Linked DNA regions of Zea mays: region 2 is linked to region 1. Evidence: chromatin contacts called from public Hi-C data. All regions are on one chromosome and are shown on one strand. The core of a region is the stretch at or near the end of the contact, and the rest is flanking DNA. Distances in the headings are between cores, read along the strand shown.

Region 1 (4,154 bases), core at 1,205-3,704:
TTATCTCCCAATTTACTTCCTATTTTTTCATCAAATGATGACTGTATATATAGTTGGTGAGAGTGTTGCCTATTTGCTATTATAGTTTTACTAGCATTATATATGTGGTGGATGGATAACTTAGTGCAAGATCACTTAATTATACAACTTATTATTTGTTTTCATTCTCTCTACTAATATTTTTATACCAAATCATGAACTCGTTGTTCATCACATAATTTTTGGACTATGATCTTGTTAATCATTACGATACTTATTGATTATGAGAATAACTAGTATGTTGGAGATGAAACCCGCGGGTAAACTGTGGGTACCTGGTAACCCGATGGGTACGTGTTTGGCCAAAATTTCAAACCCGTCATGGGTATGCGTTTTTAATGGGTATAGATATTTTTCATGGGTACGAAGTCTAGGATGGCAAAACCCGACGGATTTATACCCATTGCCATCCCTAGTTTGATGTTTAAAGTTTGTGCGATGTTGACTCTATATATGAGCTTTTCCGCGGAGGATGGGCCGGTACATATCTTTGTGTCCAACTATGCGAGCAACTTTGCCATGCTCATAGTTGCTTCATAGTCAAAGTGTCAAATGCTTAAAGAAGTCTCACAATTCTTTCTAACCATTCTAGGAATGGTTCTCTATCTACTCCTTTAGTTCTTTATCACTTTAATAAATATGCATGACTGCTTTTTGTTTCAATACTGTTTTGTTGAGTAATGTTTTTCCTCTGTTGCGATGCGGTTGATTCTAGATGATATGGAGTTCCACTCGGGAGATGTGCCAAACTACACAACTTATGATGTATCAGTATGCCTCTTTTCTATATATTTTTAGGTAGTAGGGATGAATATTCTCATCATGTAAAAGTACTGTATAATCTTTTCCTTTTAAAAAATACAATATGGTATTTAGGGGAGTTAATTAGTTGAAATGATCTAAAAACATTTTACACGATAAAATATATGATGGCACCAAAGACCGGGCTGAGGCTAAAGATGTTTGCAGACGTCGACTGAGTAATTGGGTACCACCTGCATACATTTCAGTGCTATTTCGTTCAATTTTTTCAGATTCCAAATATATCTAGATGTAGAGTAGTAAAAAACCATGTATAGAAAAACCAAAACAATCTACAAATTGGAACAGTGGGTAGGAAAGTTCATTTCATATTGACTACAGGAATTACAAGAGGGAAAAAAACTGGTGTTGTGAATGGCTTCCTCCAAGTAAGCAAGCCATATTATGAGTCTCTAGAGGAACTGTTTGTCCGGATGGGCGGTCTCATCATCAGTATTGCTAATAGTCATGATGTTGACGTTCTTCTTTTTTCATTTTGCAATCCGCTCAATCCGGACACTTAGAAAAAATGACCAAGCTCTCCACAGCTTAAGCAAAACAACTTTGCTTTCTTCTTCTTCTTGAAGGTACTTGTTGGTTTGGCATTGAAAGGCTTATTCTTTGTTTTGTTCTTGCCGTGTGGCAGTGTGGGGTTTTGTACACCATGTTGGTGCTAGAATAGCCCTCGCTCCCCTTCTCAAATAACGTCATTAGCTTGAGCCTTCTCATCAACATCAAAAGACGTTATTAGGTTTTAACAAATATTTCATTTCTCTTTTGTTTGAGAGTTATGTCGAATCCCCTTCTGAAGGAGCAACTTTGTAGTAATATATTTGGCCACAAACTTGTTAGGCATGCATGACACATTCAAGGAGTTCAAGTCACGGAAAGGGTCTTTGATACTTATTAGAATTTATACATATGGGCTTCAAAGAACTGACAATGCATACTCTAAGAGTTTTGGAAAAATTCCTGGTATGCCATCCGATTTTATATTCATTTCTTGTGTGCCACTCAGAGGCATATAGGTATATTTTTTATGTGTATGGCATGTGGGCACAAGGAACAAGTATATTTTTCAATATAATACAGGGAATTGACCCGTTTTGGAAAAATTCCTGGTATGCCATCAGATTATTGACCCAAGAGTTTTATATTGTTGTTTTTACGACTGCAAGTGCCATATATAATGGAATGGAAATGGATGAGGCACTCATTCTCAACGATGTAAATGTTGTTAATATAGAGATTTTTTAATAGTGCCAAGCGAGTTTCATATCTATAAAACTCATTTATTCTCTCTTCTTAAAAAGATTGCCACACTATTTAAATGTTTACGTGGCAAATTATTAAATGCAAACTAAACTCCCACTAAAACTAGCCTACTGCCCTTTTAAATTTTACACAAAAACAATGTAAGTGTTGTTAATATTTTATTTGTAAAAAATAATTTTAAACTGCTTTTATTTTAATGACACTTTGCATCGAAGAAATGATATTTTAGTAGAGGAAAGAAATGACACCTTTTTGTTCTGAGAAAGTTGTTTGTTGCTTATTGGGCCTTGACCCTCGGTGCATTGTCATGTGTGGCCCATAATATGAACCAGCCCAACATTCAATCTCAGAGAAGCGAGCTCCTCTGTCCAGTAAACGCAAATCCCAGAGAAACATCTAAACCCTAGCGGCGGAACCTTCCCCGTCGCTCTGTCCTCCTGTCCGGACATGGCGAAGACGAAGCCCATGGCGGCGGCGGGCGAGAAGAAGAAGAGCAAAGGAAAGAAGAAAGGCAAGAATGGCCCGGCCAAGGTGGCCATGAAGGCTCGTGGCGCGGCGGCGGAGGAGCGGAACAACCCGTTCGAGGCCATCTGGTCGCGCCGCAAGTTCGACGTGCTCGGCAAGAAGCGCAAGGGCGAGGAGCGGCGCGTATCGCGCTCACGTTCCGAGGCCATCCGCAAGGTAACTGCTGCTTAGCTGCTTTTCCGCTGGTTGATTGGTGGCTGATTCCTCTTGCCTTGCTGCAGAGGGAGAACACGCTGCTCAAGGAGTTCGTTGAGAGCGCCAAGTCGTCCGTGTTCCACGACCGGCGTATCGGCGAGAGGGACGACACACTGCCCGAGTTCGACAAGGCCATCCTTCGCCAGCAACGCGAGCGCTTGGTATGTTGCGCTTAGAGATAGTTCATAGTTCATTAATTGAAGAGCGACACTGACATCTCTAGTATTTCTCCCGACATTGACATGCTTCGGTGCAAAAGAGACCAACATAAACCAGTATCTGTTGTGAACTTATGGTTTATCAACCCATTCTTCTATTGGTTAGGCCAAGTTGAAACGAGAAAGCAAGTACAATCTATCAGATGATGATGAAGACGAAATCAATATTCATAATGTGCTGCTATCGGAAAATGATGATTTTGATGAGGAAGTGCCTCTCGATGATGGGAGCGACGAGGAAGGTACACCTATCTCTGGCTGGAATACAATCCTCTCCAGTTGTTATAGTTTATCCATCTAGATCATGTGAGATTGTCTAGTGTCTAGCATCAGCATTATGTGCAGTATGATCTTGTCTTTTCTGTTATGCAATTATATTTTGACTGTGAACTGGATGCCAGACTGCATTGTGATCTTTTGATTTCACCTTGTTCTCCATATTCTTGTTTGGGCTTACTTTCTGTTAGTACTGTGAGTAGAACAAAAGTTATTTTGATGTGGACCTATAAATCTTGTGTTAGTATGATGCTTCAATAACTAGTTATTGTAGTAACCGGTTTGCATTGCGAAAAGCAACTGCTGGATTTAATTATGCCATTTTGAGCTTGTTACCTCAATGATGGAGATAATAAGAATGGTGATAATATTATAGCAGTATAAAGAATTGTATTTCTATGCATATCAGTTCATGTTTTGTTTCTATGTTGTTCATTTGCTTTCAATCTTTATACTTCCAGGTAAAATGGTCCTCTCAAAGAAGCGTTTATCTCTCCAAAGTGATGACCATCCTTCAATAACTGATCTACCACAAGAAACACACGTGAGTTTTATAGCCACATAGAGAAATTGAGATGTAAATGCAATCATGTGATCCATATGAGGTTACCTCATTCTACTTATCTTGTGTTAGCAGGGGCAGAAGAGCAAGAAGGAAGTTATGACGGAGATCATTTCAAAGAGTAAATTTTATAAGGTGGGTATTGTGTGTGATCTAACTCTTAACAAGCCTTTTTTTGGCTAGCGTGTCATGGCATGGTAGTGTTACCTAGAACAATATCTTTCCCTTTAGTATTAACCTAGGGCTCATTATTGGGTTGTGCT
Region 2 (4,154 bases), core at 518-3,017, 240 kb before region 1:
CAAGAGGGAGGTAAAAATAGCAGTGCAGGAGAAGCCCGTCACAGCAAGATGCTTCAACACTGACATTGCTTGTGAATGCATTTGAGCCTGGATGAGAATTGGAACAGCCATACAGTAAACGTAGGTAATTCGGTCTAAACCTGAACGCTCCACAATAGAACTCAGTATCTTCAAGGCCAGTTTTCCATCAGACTTACCAAGGCTCCCAAATTTGTAAGCCATGTGATTCAGGGTCTCCCACCGCGTCATAGTCTGAATGGTAATGATGCTACTATCAATTCCATGCGCTGAAAGAAAGAACCAAATGAATGGAACAGCGAATTTGATACCACCCAGAAAGAAACAATAGCACACAGAAAATCTATTGGGGCTTGGAGTTTGACTTCTAACTTCTATTTTCTAAAGGAAATGCTACTCTCTACGATTGGCATCTGGTACTGAAATAGCACACACTATCATATGTAATGCATGTACATTTTTCCAGTGAAATGTGGCGATAGCCTTTCATTGAACTGATAGACAAACAGAGAACAACCCTGAGTTTGGCATGTTCATTATTACAGTAATTATTAATCAAGTGTGTTAAGGAATCGGTTTGCAATGGATGCTACAGATAGATGAAAAGAGAATCGAGACAAAACTTGTGTAGAATGCACAACCAGCAGCATTCTGAAATCTTTAGATTTGCAAGAATCAATGAGCACTTCTAGTGATTGCACAAAGCATAAGTCAGGGTAATTCTTATAGGTCTGGGGTTAGCATTTTGCACAAGAAAGATCAACTAAAGTACTAGTACCCGATTTCTTTCACCTCATCCTTAGAAAGATAGAAATAACATGTAGACAGGTTTGCTGACTGATTGTTCCTATCTGCTGAGACTAGGTCAAACAGTTTGCGTTTTCGCAGAGAACTTTACCTGGAGTGTTGTCGGAGCTGGCAGCGAAACGGGGGCGTGCGGGCGGCCTAGCGCAGGAAGGGAGCCGCAAGGAGTAAGCCGCCGCTTTGCACTCGATGATCCTGCGGCGATACGAGGAGTCCACCAGCGACGAGAACGGCCGTGCCATTAGCGCAGCAGCTGCTGCCTCGCTCGGCTGCCCGCGCCTGCTCGGTTGCTCACGCTGGCACCGCCGCTCAGCTGCTGTCGCCACGCGCTCGCGCCAGTGGCGGAGGACGCGCCAAAATGAAGGTGTTGCTAACGCTCACTGCTGTCCGGAGACCGGAGGCGCGGACGGCGAATGGACTGCTGTCAGCTGTGCGGACTGCGGAAGCCGCAGGCGCGGACGGCGAACGGGCGAAGCTCGGCCTGGCGGGGGCGCAGAGCCGCGAACGCGCGGGTGGAGCTCGGCCAGCGGCTGAGCGGCCCTGGCCGGAGCTCGGCAGGGCGGCCGTGGGGGCGCGGGGCAGGGAGGAGCTCGGGTCTCGGGCCCTCGGCGCGGCAGCGCCGGCGGGGAGGCGGTGGGGCGGAGACCCGGAGTCTTGAGAGTTGAGGAGGCGGCGCCGGCTGGTCGGCGAGTCGACGGTGGGTCGGAGCTGGAGCTTCGTCCTGTTAACAGAATCGGCAGAGTAGAAAACCAACAAACAGAGCACATTTACGTGAGAAACCCTTCGATACGAAGGAAAACCACAGGCGCCTCGGCGGCCGTGGACAGGGGCGACGGAGCTCAGTCCGCTCGGCGGCGCTCGGCAGTAGAGCAGACACGGGAGGAGGCGGGAGGGATTGGGAATTTTTTTTTACTGTGGATCTTTGTTGGGCTAGGCGTATATCCTAAACAATAATGAGCTATATTGGGCCCTCCTTTCCTAGCTCACCGTTAAGCTATCCAGGCTTCGATCAATGACAAGGGTTAGAATCTAGTGGGATGGAAGCTAGGATGAGTCATATGCTAGCTAAGGTAGTGAAGGTACTTGGTTATACACTAATGACAATAAAACATCTGGCGCCCTGCAATAACATAAAACTATTTGAGAATGCAGAACACAACTCTTCACTTCTAAGTTCTAGTTGAAGGGCAAACATCCATACAAACTACAACATGCAGGCAATAATTATACTTGCCTTGAACAAAAAATGAAGTTATATCCTGGCGCAGTGTAAAAAGATCACAAATGTTATATGCTCCTATGTACAATCCAAAAAATGGATGGTAGAATCTCCCCACGCAAAACTGGCAGATGTAAATGTAATCAGATGGTAAAAGTTTGGTTTATATAAGAACATGTACATGATGTAACCAGATCAAACGGTCAAATGAAGGATTCACCAAAAAGTAGTTATCCTGCACTAGAGATCGATCAATATAAACGCTCCACTGGTGCCCTGCAATGACTCAACATAAAAAAAAGGAATAGACATGTATTTGGTCAACAACATACAGGGTTCAACTAGTAATAGTGACAGTAGCAAAGGTTCCATAGTCACCGACCGTTATGGCTTTATTCAGACTTAGATTGCATAAATCTATTGTAGATATTGTTGCAATGGCTTCACATGCCCTACGGTTCTGTCTATACCACATATTTCTAAACCACCTTAGAAGCACATAAATACATAGCCTGCAGCCAATAGGTGGCAGACCTAAATAACCAGCGCAACCGGTATACTGCATGTAGCAGAGCTCTTACCCATCTGTCTACATAACATAGTTCTAAACAACTTTACAAGCACCAAAATGCATAGCCTGCAGTCAACAGGTGAACGCGCAAACGCGGCACACAATATAGTTTTGAAACCACTTTACAAGCACCAAAATACATAACATGCAGCCAACAAGTGAGCAAGCCTAAACAACCTATGCAAGTTCCAAAATAAGCTTGTCACAGCTGTCTTTACGCGGGCCCAAATGCACGGTAGATGGTAAAGGGTATCAGTAGTAAAAAAAGTACCATAAAGATATAGCTTTTTGTTCTATACACAGCAGATCAGAGTATTTGTTAGGCATATAAAGGACTTTAGAGATATTGGATACGACATCTGCCAAGGTATCTATTTTAGAGAAAAGGTTCTCACAACGCCATGTAATAGTTATGTATTTGAGTGTTGCAGCCTATTGTTGGGCATGCTTGAGTACATCAACACACATTGCTTTCAAGAGCAGCATTGCACCATTGACACAAATAACAATAGTTATGGTTGTTAGGTCACTTTAGCTGAAAGTCGCCTAGAGGGGGTGGATAGGCGGAAACTGAATTTTACAAACTTTAAGCACACTTCAAGCCGGGTTAGCGTTAGAATAAAATCTAAGTCCGGCAGAGAGGGCGAAAATAAATCAACCAAGAAATAAAGCGGATGACACGGTGATTTGTTTTACCGAGGTTCGGTTCTAAAGAACCTAGTCCCCGTTGAGGTGGTCACAAAGACCGGTCTCTTTCAACCCTTTCCCTCTCTCAAACGATCACCTAGACCGAGTGAGCTTTCTCCTTAATCAAACGGGACACTTAGACCCCACAAGAACTACCACACAATTGGTGTCTCTTGCTTTGATTACAAGTCACTTAGAGAACAATAATGAGGAAGAAGAAAGTCAAGCCAAGCAAATAAGAGCACAAGAAAACACAAATGATCCTCTCTCAAGTCTAAATGCGCTAGAGTTGATTTTGAGACTTTGAGCGGATCGATCTCTTGAATTGTGTCTTTGGAGTGGTGTCTATTGCTCTTGTATTGAATGAGAAGTAGTGAATGCTTGGATGGTTGGAGTGGAGGTGGTTGGGGGTATTTATAGCCCCAACCACCAATTCAACCGTTGGGGAAGGCTGCTGTCGATGGGCACACCGGACAGTCCGGTCGCCAGCCACGTCACCCAACTGTTAGGGTTCTGACGGTTTCGACCGTTGGACCTTTGACTTTTGGGGCACCGGACAGTTTGGTGCCGCACCGGACAGGCACTGTTCACTGTCCGGTGCACCTTCTGGTGGTTGCTCTGACTCTGCGTGAACTGTCCGCGCACTATAGCACTTTTGCAGGTGTCCGTTGCAGTCGACCGTTGCGCAGGAGTCGTTGCTCCGATGGCACACCAGACAGTCCGATGAATCATAGCAGAGCGGCTCTCCAGAAACCCGAAGGTGGCAAGTTTGAAGTCGTACAGCCCTGGGCATCGGACACTGTCCGGTGGCACACCGGACAGTCCGGTGCGCAAGACCAGGGTTCTCTTCGGTTT

What was found. A called contact is a pair of places that touch in the nucleus more often than the background predicts.
Region 2: a Hi-C map of endosperm shows a contact between it and region 1, with 2.3 times the contacts expected there. The contact joins the promoter of LOC103643672 here to the promoter of LOC103643670 in region 1. A contact is called at or near these places in 3 of 25 Hi-C or Micro-C datasets (ear, endosperm and root tip).

Annotation. Positions count from the first base shown.
Region 1 is chr1:254,736,911-254,741,064 of Zm-B73-REFERENCE-NAM-5.0, reverse strand. LOC103643670 (nucleolar protein 14) reads left to right here and starts at 2,454. Exons shown (of 14, transcript XM_008666838.3): 1 at 2,454-2,796; 2 at 2,862-2,996; 3 at 3,160-3,295; 4 at 3,791-3,873; 5 at 3,967-4,026. The coding sequence starts at 2,563.
Region 2 is chr1:254,973,015-254,977,168 of Zm-B73-REFERENCE-NAM-5.0, reverse strand. LOC103643672 reads right to left here and starts at 1,767. Exons shown (of 10, transcript XM_035964306.1): 1 at 917-1,767; 2 at 198-287; 3 at 1-87. The coding sequence starts at 81.